Regions from separate parts of the Zea mays genome. Here region 1 is linked to region 2. A link is a contact called in public Hi-C data. All regions are on one chromosome and are shown on one strand. Each heading gives the region's core, a stretch centred on a gene start, on an enhancer-like site or on the middle of the called end of the contact. The rest is flanking DNA. Distances are from core to core; before and after follow the strand shown.

The links. Hi-C and Micro-C count contacts between places; a contact is called where the count stands out from the background.
Region 1: a contact with region 2 is called in a Hi-C map of leaf, with 5 times the contacts expected there. The contact joins the promoter of LOC100383578 here to the promoter of LOC103641492 in region 2. A contact is called at or near these places in 8 of 25 Hi-C or Micro-C datasets (bundle sheath, ear, endosperm and 3 more).

What each region holds. Positions count from the first base shown.
Region 1 is chr10:101,517,600-101,522,224 of Zm-B73-REFERENCE-NAM-5.0, forward strand. It overlaps LOC100383578, which reads right to left and starts at 2,932. Exons shown (of 3, transcript NM_001357163.1): 1 at 2,530-2,932; 2 at 2,047-2,376; 3 at 981-1,967. The coding sequence starts at 2,184. The coding sequence ends at 1,512. LOC113604965 reads left to right here and starts at 3,703. Exons shown (of 5, transcript NM_001158198.2): 1 at 3,703-4,182. The coding sequence starts at 3,911.
Region 2 is chr10:101,359,101-101,363,898 of Zm-B73-REFERENCE-NAM-5.0, forward strand. LOC103641492 (ABC transporter G family member 48) reads right to left here and starts at 1,326. Exons shown (of 20, transcript XM_020545564.3): 1 at 684-1,326; 2 at 476-596. The coding sequence starts at 1,078. LOC111590427 (U2 spliceosomal RNA) reads right to left here and starts at 220; the gene lies at 20-220.

The sequences.
Region 1 (4,625 bases), core at 1,682-4,181, 160 kb after region 2:
GTATTTTGAGGACCTTCGGAAGAAGAAGCCTCCAAACACGTCCGATGAGTTCCACATCACCTAGCCATTGGAAATAGTCGTTATCGACCATTGAGGCCTCTGGGTATCCAGTGTGCCACCGGTGTTAACACTAGACTTGTCCGGTGCATCATACCTGACTCAGTTGCATTTGCATCCCTTATAGAGTGCCGTATCTGGTGCACCACCAGACATGTTCGATGCCCTGTAACTCCTTGGGTCACTCTGCAGAGCTCTCTGGGTAACCTGTCTAGTGCATTGTATCTGATGCACACTAAGACAATTGTGCACTTTGTCTTCAGCTCTTTTCTTATCCAGCCACAGTTGTCATTCGCGCGTGACACGTCCAGTGCCTTTTTGGTGTGCTGATTTTTTTGTTTCTTCGTGTTTCTTTGTTTGGGATTCTCTTATCTTGTGTATTAGGCTCTTGCATGATCTTGATAAATCTTCTATGAGTCTTCTAATGTCTTGCTTTGATGTACTGATATTCCGGATCTCGTTACCTTTGTCCAAGTTCATGCTACATCATTTGAACTATAAACAAAAATACTAGCAAACATATTATTTCAAATGGTTATGTTGCCCATCAAAATCCAAAAAATTTCAATCAAATGGTCGAGGTGCATTTTCCTTATAAGTAAAGGCACCTGCTGAACGATCATTATCTCTTATGCTCCGTTTAGATGTTGATATTAAAGAGCATGGAATTGAATTGAGTTCAATACCAAATCAACCATGATATTGAAATGAGATATAATTCCAATTATATTGTTTGGATGTCGCTGAATTGGAATTTGGAATTGTGCGGTCTAATTCCACGCAATACAGAGGGGTGACGCTTTGTATTGGGAGAGTGAGTTTCTAGTTAGTGTGCATCAGTGAACCTTCGACTAATAGTTTCTGTAGAATGAGAAAATATGTGTTTTGCTTGCCGAAATGACTGAGGTGCACCACACGTCCATAAAAACATGCCAAGTGCTTCAATTGAACACATCTCATTTGATGATCGTAAACCATAACTGTTAACTAAAATGTCATGCAAACTATAGAACACTGACCTTCTCATTCTAAACATATCATAACAACTCTCTGGATAACTGAGATGCCTCTGAACCCACTGATAACCAGTCTCCTGCACTTATTTTTTGCTTCTTTCCAGATGATGTACCGCAATCGAGCATTGCATAAGCTGCAATTGCAGCAGCTTCACACATCCAGTCACTTGAGTCACTTGAGTCACTTGAATTACTTGTTATGTCAGCTTCATTTGATTCACTTGAGGTGAAAGCCATCTGTCAACCATACAACATGAATAATATAACTCAACCATACAACATGAATAAATAGCAATACTAATCAAGCTCAAGATACAACATGAACAAATAGCATTACTAATCAAGTTCAAGATACAGCATGAATACATATAACTAGCTTATGTTTTTTCCTCTCCTCCCAAGTTCTCTTGAGCCATGCAAGCTTCCCTTCTGGAATCTTTAGTGTGAGAAACACATCTCGATACTCCTTCTTGATGAGAAGTTGAGTGGCATAGAAATGTCATCACTTCCTTCAACTATCCCAGCTGAGATAACTGATTCCATCATTTCTGTTATCTCTTGCCTAACATGATCATTAGGCGAAGATGTTGCGGAAGACTTGCTTGAACTAGCTTTTTCCACAAATGAATCCACAAAACGCTTGAACTGCATATCTCTAAAATTCTTCTTTGATTTTTTAATTGGGGATTTGTGATCAACACCTCTTTTTCTAGCTTGCTTGTCCTCAACACTTGGAGACACCTCCTCCACATCATCACTATCATTGGCAGGCAATCCTTCTTTTGCCCCTGGAGCCATAGCATATGCATTAGTGCAGGACACCCCATTAAACATTATTTCAAGATCTTCATTCTCCAATGCTGCAAGCCTAAACTTTTTGCATGCTGGCATGGCCTGAAACACAACAACTCTAATAGTTATAACAAGCAACATAACCATTTCATACAATAGAAACAAAGCCAAGGTTGCATACCTCTATCTTTTCTTCCCACCATTCGTCACTAGCTGTAATAGAACCAATCCTTGGATCTCTTCCTAACCCAGACACACTAAGGAGTAGTGTTTTCCATGTTGTAAAGTCAGATTTCAGTGCATCCCAACGGGTTTTCATTTGAACACGGGTGTAATTTCTGCCTGACCATTCATTAAACTTGGCTACAAGATTGGCGTACCCTTTGTTGTTCAAACAACCTTGTGGTCTATTATTTGTCAATACTTATTCCACACATATCTCATTAAAAATTCTAGCAGCACTGAGATCCCATTGAGCATTTGGTTTCCTGTTCTTTGGCATGTTATCCATCTATGCATGATAGGTTGAACTAATTATTCTTGGCTGTTCAGTGACAGAAAAATTGGAGACTTCCAACCTTCTAAATTGCAACTACTTCTTTGACAAAAAAATTACCAGTCACAATGTTCAGATTACCACAAAAGAAAGCACTGAACTAATTACCTTAGCGTCGATCTGGGACAAGCAGCTCGATCTGGAGCAGTTGGGCGTCGATCTGGAGCAGCAGCTCGACCTGGAGCGGTAGGGCGTCGATCTGGGAGCGGCAGGGCAGGGGCACAGAGGACGGAGGCCGGATTTGATCTGGAGCAGGCGTCGTCGATCTGGAGCAGGCGGACAAAGGACGGAGGACGACAACGTCGATCTGGAGCAGGCGGCGTCGAACTGGCGGCGGAGCAGGGGCACAGAGGTTCGCCGGAGAGGGCCAAGCAGGGTCCCGGAGACGAGCGGAGACAGGGGCTACGACGGTGCCCGGTTTCGGCGTCCAAGAAGAGGAGCTGCGCCGTTGCGGCTTGGAGACACGAGCGGGGAGAGGGGCTGAGGCTTGGGGAAAGTCGTGGCTAGGGTCTGGTGCCGTGGTGCGGGAGGGATGAGAGAAATCAGACCTTTTTATACTATGGAAAATGTGGGTAAATATGTATGAACTTTAGGGGTACTTGGACCGCATAAGCGGTGGAAAGCAGGGTGCCCCCCCCCCCCCCCCCCCCCCCCCCCGCTTGTGCTGCCCGCGGGTTTTACGAAGAAAAATTGCGCGCTGGTTTGCTCCACAGTTGGAGAATCTGGATGTTTGGCACACTAAGCGCTGGTTGAGAAGCGGAGCCAAACATGGCCATAGTCCAATTTCAGGGAATTGAGCCTCTGATTCCATATTCCAATTCCGTGTGCAACCAAACAACAGAATTTTGGAAAGTTGATTCTAATTCTCAATTTTGAGCTTCAATATCGACATCCGAACGGGATATTAGGCTATTGAATTTATGAGCATAAATTTTTCATTTTTGTGAGATTTTTTAGGAATTATCTTTTTTTCCCTAGTCGACTAACGTACGTGGAGACTTCAGCAGTCTACAATTAGATATTTCATTTCATGCATAATATAGACTCTCCGTTTCGTTTTAGTTGTCGCTGGATAGTGCAAAATTGAACTATCTAGTGACAACTAAAAAGAAACGGAGAGAGTATGTAGTATATTTCGGATTTCACCGTTATATATTCCATCATCCTAACGTCCTTATGATGTCATCAGCTGTGCCGGCCGGCCCAGGATCAATCAGGATACACACGCCCTGACGCCCATGAAGTCGTTGAGAGGTAGCCGTCAGCACCCACTTCACTTTCGGCGAATTGTCTACCGTGCAAGTGCAACTGCGGCACTCGTTCTGTGCCTGATGATGCTCTAGCCTCCGGAGATTCGATCGTATATATTCTCCTCCCTGGCCGTGTCCAACGAGTAGTAATTAGTTTGTTCCCGTGTCCGTGTTTTGGTTGAATAATAAATTGACGAAAGAGGGCCACGTATAGCTTAGAGAGAAGCTAGCTAGCTGAAATGGAGGCTAGCAGCCGCCGCCGCGTCTCACTTGTGCCACTGCTGCTGGTGATCATCGGGTGCTGTGCCTGCCGCGCCCAGATCCCGATCCCGGCGAGGACGGACGGGTTCGTGTACGGCGGGAAGCCGCCGGCGTGGGGCGAGACGGTGGTGGTAGAGGCGTTCTTGGACCCAGTGTGCCCCGACAGCCGCGACGCGTGGCCGGCGCTCAAGAAGGTCGTCGAGCACTATAGCTCACGCGTGTCCATCGTCGTTCACCTCTTCCCGCTGCCGTGAGTGCAACTTATTCCCTGTTTAGGTTATGCCTTATTTTTAGAATCTTATTATTAACCAAATAGCACTTAAATTCAAACCTGGTTAATAAAATTCTAGAACTTTACTTAAGAAAACAAAGATGATATAGTTATTACAGAGGATCGAGGCAATAGATATTGTATTCATATTCTGCTAATAAAAATAGTAGTTAAAACAGAAAAAAAAAAGTCAGAAATAATACAGAGTCAATGCTGTTGAGTATTTATGGCTGAAAGCCTGAATAAAAGTAATTTGAACAGTATATGGAGCCATTCATTATAGATAATAACTTTGCGACTTATCTTTTGTAGCCATTTGTCTTGCCTCAGTTATTCAGAGTTAGGCGTTCCCTTGTTTGGAGGTCGTTCACGTCCGCTCCGCTCTCATGATTTCGATCAATGGTCAACGCATATTTGACTCC
Region 2 (4,798 bases), core at 76-2,575:
TATATTTGGTGGTATTGATTGGGGTTAAGCCAGAACCTATCAGTAGTGCAACCACTCAGCGACACACGAGGGTCTAGTAAGCCAGTTTGGTGGACCCTTTCCAAAAATTAGCTATAAAATAAATATAATATTGAAATAAACAGATAGTCCATATACCATATATTAAACTTATAAGAATAAATATTACCATTTATCTTAGCCAAAAGATCCAGAAATGTATGCGCTTAAAAGGAGCCTGACCCCTTTATATTTCGCTCGTCGCTCATTCTACTTTAATTAGCTGGCTAAATGATACTACGTGGAAGCGTTATGCGATGCGACTTCATGTCGTGTTGGATTTGGATTAGTTTCTGACAACTTATCTGTGTGCTAAGATCACCGATAAGCAAAAAAGCAGATGAGGGAAACAAGACCGTCAAAATTGATGCTTTAAAGGAATAGAAAAGAGATTAATTAATTAATTACTATGATAAACCTGAAGAAAATTGGTGGCGGCGTTCCACAGCGTCGGGAGGGCCCTCCCGGCGGTAATCACGTCAGCCTCCACCGTCAACTGCTCGTACCGAACTTCCACTGTGGGGAGCTCGATGCCAACCCTGCATATCATATAGAGTACTATGTATGTATTATTGATGGGATCATGCATGCATAAAAACAATTAATGCTAAGTGTGTGCGGTGTACATGTCGATTCGGTCCCTGAGCCGGCGCAGGAATCGCTCGCTGTCGTCCTGGAAGAGGCGCTCCAGGAGCGCACGGCCCCCGTCGCCGGCGGCCAGCTTGTGGATGTCGACGATCTCGACGCCGCCGCCGCCGCTCTCTTGTTGTTGGTCGAGCGCCCGGCGTAGGATACCCTGGCGCATGCGGTCGTAGGTGGGCAGCTTCTCGAGCGCGGCCCAGCGCAGGTTCTCCTCGTCGTCGCGGTGCTCATGCTCCGACTGCGACCGCGCGAAGGGGTCCTCCGTGTCCATCTGCCGGAACGACTGCGAGATGGAGGACCCCAAGCTGAGGCTCCGACGGCTAGACGTCGACGCCAGCACCGCCCCCGCGTGGGGATGCGGATGCGACTCCGGCATCATCGTCTATCGACGCACGATGGGTGATGATATGCAATTGCTTTGCTACTACTCCGGCGGTCCTGGTAACGAACCATTGTATTTATATATACATAGAGGGGTTACGTGTGTGAGGCTGTGAGCTAGATCAGAGCTAATAGCTAGCTAGCTGGTCGCTGCGTGTGCCAGTAAAAATAACTCTAGAATCGTCACACTATAAAGCTTCTGTACTAGTGAACAACGTATTCAACCACTCAATCGTATGCATATATATTTAATATATATAGGCATATTGTTCGAAGTGCTTAGCCTGTACTCACCTCTATTTAAGTTGCACATTTCCATACTTCATACATCATGTTATTTCTATCTTCTCCTCCTTCCTTTTCTTTAATAGCAAGTGGAGATTGTACTACCGTTCTAACTGTGTCGCTCTGTTGTAACTTCTAACTGAAACTTTGACGGGTGTGACTTCACACCATGAGAGCTAGTCTTACTATGTCAATGTCACCCGGCCTACAATTAATCAAGTCGTGGTTGTCAACATCGTTATAGGAAATTAGGACGGAGCGATAGTCATCATCAATTGCTTCGTTGATCAACAATAGTTTGGTGCTGTTTGGTTCCGATATTTATAACATATATAATTGGTAACGGATGATGTTAAAGCATATTTGTATAAGTACAACCATAATTAGAAATCATACTAGAAACTGATACCGGACTATCCAAATTTATTACCGCTGGTACTCGAGTGTGAATCGTTACCGTGCCATTTACGTTATATACGTTATATTTCGTGAACCGAACAACACCTAATAAGATGCATCGCCGCCCTCTCGCGTGGGTTTATATATATATATATATATACTAGTCACTGGCGCGCGCCCTGCGCGCGTTAGAATTTTTTTTCTAATTTGATTACTGCAGATGTTATATGTTTATATGAAATAGAGTTACGTGAGTTGTGATCAGAGTCAACATTTTTGTTCATTACGTAGAATTAGGCTATTATATTTACATAAATTGTTTTCAAAGAGCTGAGCAGGTCATCATATATAATTATACATATGTTGCAAAATAGACATTCTGCAACTCAAAAGGTCGTATGAGTGAAAATTTAGTTCTTGGAGGATTTGATGTCCATTTCTTTTCCGATGCGTATCGTCCCTTGTTTGAACCTGTAAACGAATTTTAGAATTTAATAGTCAGCCTAGTATGTAATATATTCCATAGGAAAATATAAGATTTTTATTATTCTGAAATGTAGCCAGGACCTTTTTTTCTCTTTTTCTGACGGCAACCTGACGGATGTGCAAGGACCTGGAAGTATCCAGTTGAATGTGTTGACCCTAGCTGCTACGGGAAGGTTTCAGTCGCTGCTGCAGGCCGTGTGATGCCTTCCCAGCCATTGATAGAATATCGAACGGCTGTAAGAATTTAAGCCGACGTGGATGCACGTGTTTCCTCCTTTGCTCCCCGCTCTTTATCTATATATATATATATATATATATACCCACGCCCCGTACCAGCTCGCGTCCCATCGTGCACGGCTTCTTACTCGGGTAGATTTTAGCGTAAAACGTAAACCAAAATAGCGTAAATGATTACAAATTTTAGCGTAAATCGTAGATCTATTTCGTAACGGCGAATGGGGCCTAAAAATTACAGCGTGAAAATCTCACACGTCCCATCGTGCACGAGTTTTGACTCGAGCAGATTTTAGCGTAAAACGTGAACCAAAACAGCATAAATGATTATGAATTTTAGCGTAAATCGTATATCTATTTCGTAATGGCGAACGGGGCCCAAAAATTACGGTGTGAAAATCTCGCGTGTCCGATCGTGCACAGGTTCTGACTCGGGTAGATTCAGCGTAAAACATGAACCAAAATAGCGTAAATCATCGACCTGTTTCGTAACGACCAATGGGGGCCTAAATTATGCGTGAAAATCGCACGTGTACGATCATGCGTAGGTTCTGGCTCGGACGGATTTAAACATAAAACATGAACTAAAACAACACAGCATAAATGGGTATGAATTTTAGCGTAAATCGTCGATCTATTTCATAATGGAAAATGTGGTCCCGCATGAGATTGTCGCAAAACGCATCAATAAATATCATAAATTAGCGTAAAACACATCAATAGATGTCATAAATTGGTGAAAAAGGCAACAAGTGATTTGAGGTAATTGTAGCATAAAATGCAAGCTAACCATCTACAGAACAAATGTTTTAGATTTTACAATAAGATATAAAAGATAATTATTCTTGTACTCAACTATGAGAAGGACATCTTCTTTTGGCAAGGCTTTCATAAAAGAGTATGTAGTCATCATCAGTGTTACCACTGAACTTTTACGGTGAACTCCTATGTTCAGTGCTCTGAATTAATGAAAAAAAAACAGAATTAATAAGGCGTCTTTGAGGTGGTATATGTATGGGTACATGATGAACTGCACATTCCAAATACTCAGCTGCCTTCAAGAAGAGATTGACGGTGGCTTGCCTACTCCCTACATGCAACCACGAGTTTTATGTTGTCTTAGTCATCATAGTGCACCTAAAAATATTTAGATCCATGCCACTACTGCTAATGAATGCAGATGACAATCTAGAGCTGGTATTTATACCTCAATTATTAGCTCTACACTTGTACAACAAGCTTATCCATCTAAATGCTAGAGTCTATGACCACTTATTAGTGCAAACTTATGCGAAGTGTGGCCACTAGGAAAGCTCTTGTGCCCATCCTATAAGAAGTTTTTCTCACCATGGCAAATAACATCACCAGACACCTGATCGTATAACTGCACCAAATATATCATAGAGGCACTGTGTTAATTTAAGGATGAAAATCATCTCTAGGAAAGAACTATCTACACACAAATGAATACAAGTATAGGTGTACATTTGGGACGAGCCTGATGGGCCGGCCCGAAGCACGAAAAAAAGCACGGCCTAGGCACGACACGACCCGATATATCAGGCCGGGTTTGGGCCGAGGTCGCGGCCCATGGGCGGGCACGAGCACGACCCGTTTAAGGCAGGCACGAAATAGCCCATATAAATGCACGAAAAGGCCCATATATTTATTAAAATCACACTTCATTCCACACTTTCATGTACTTGATAAGGAACACAAAGCTAGAGATAATGTTAGTTAGATGTTTTTGTAGCTTTGAATTAGAGTATGTGATGTAATTTTATTTTTGTTATGAACATTAGATAATGAAGTGAACTTATGAACTTTATATAGAGCTGATTATACTCTTTTCCTTTCTAACAAAATGATTTGTAAACGAGGTAGAGCTGATTATACACTTATGAACTTTGTACAAATATTAAGTTTGCTTTTGGTCAAATTTATTTGTCTTATCTTTTATTTGTTTTATTAAATTTGTTTTGAATTTTGGGCTCTCATGTGAATTCCGGGCGCTAATGTGAATTCCGGGCCAAAAACTGAATTTTGGGCAAAAAATTGAATTTTGGGCCCTAATGTGAATTTCGGGCCGCCCGAAATGAGCCCGACACGTTTAAGCAATTACGGGCCGGGCCGTGGGCCGAGGGTTAGGCCCGTGGGCTGGCCCGACACGACCCGAAATTCAAATAATACGAGCCTTTTTGGGCTTAGGCCGGGCCGGGTCGGGCGGCCCGAATGTATAAATACAAGTATACCTACTTTCCATGAGGAAAGCTTCGTCAGAAGTCTGGCCTTGGTCTCCCTACTGCAGTCTTTA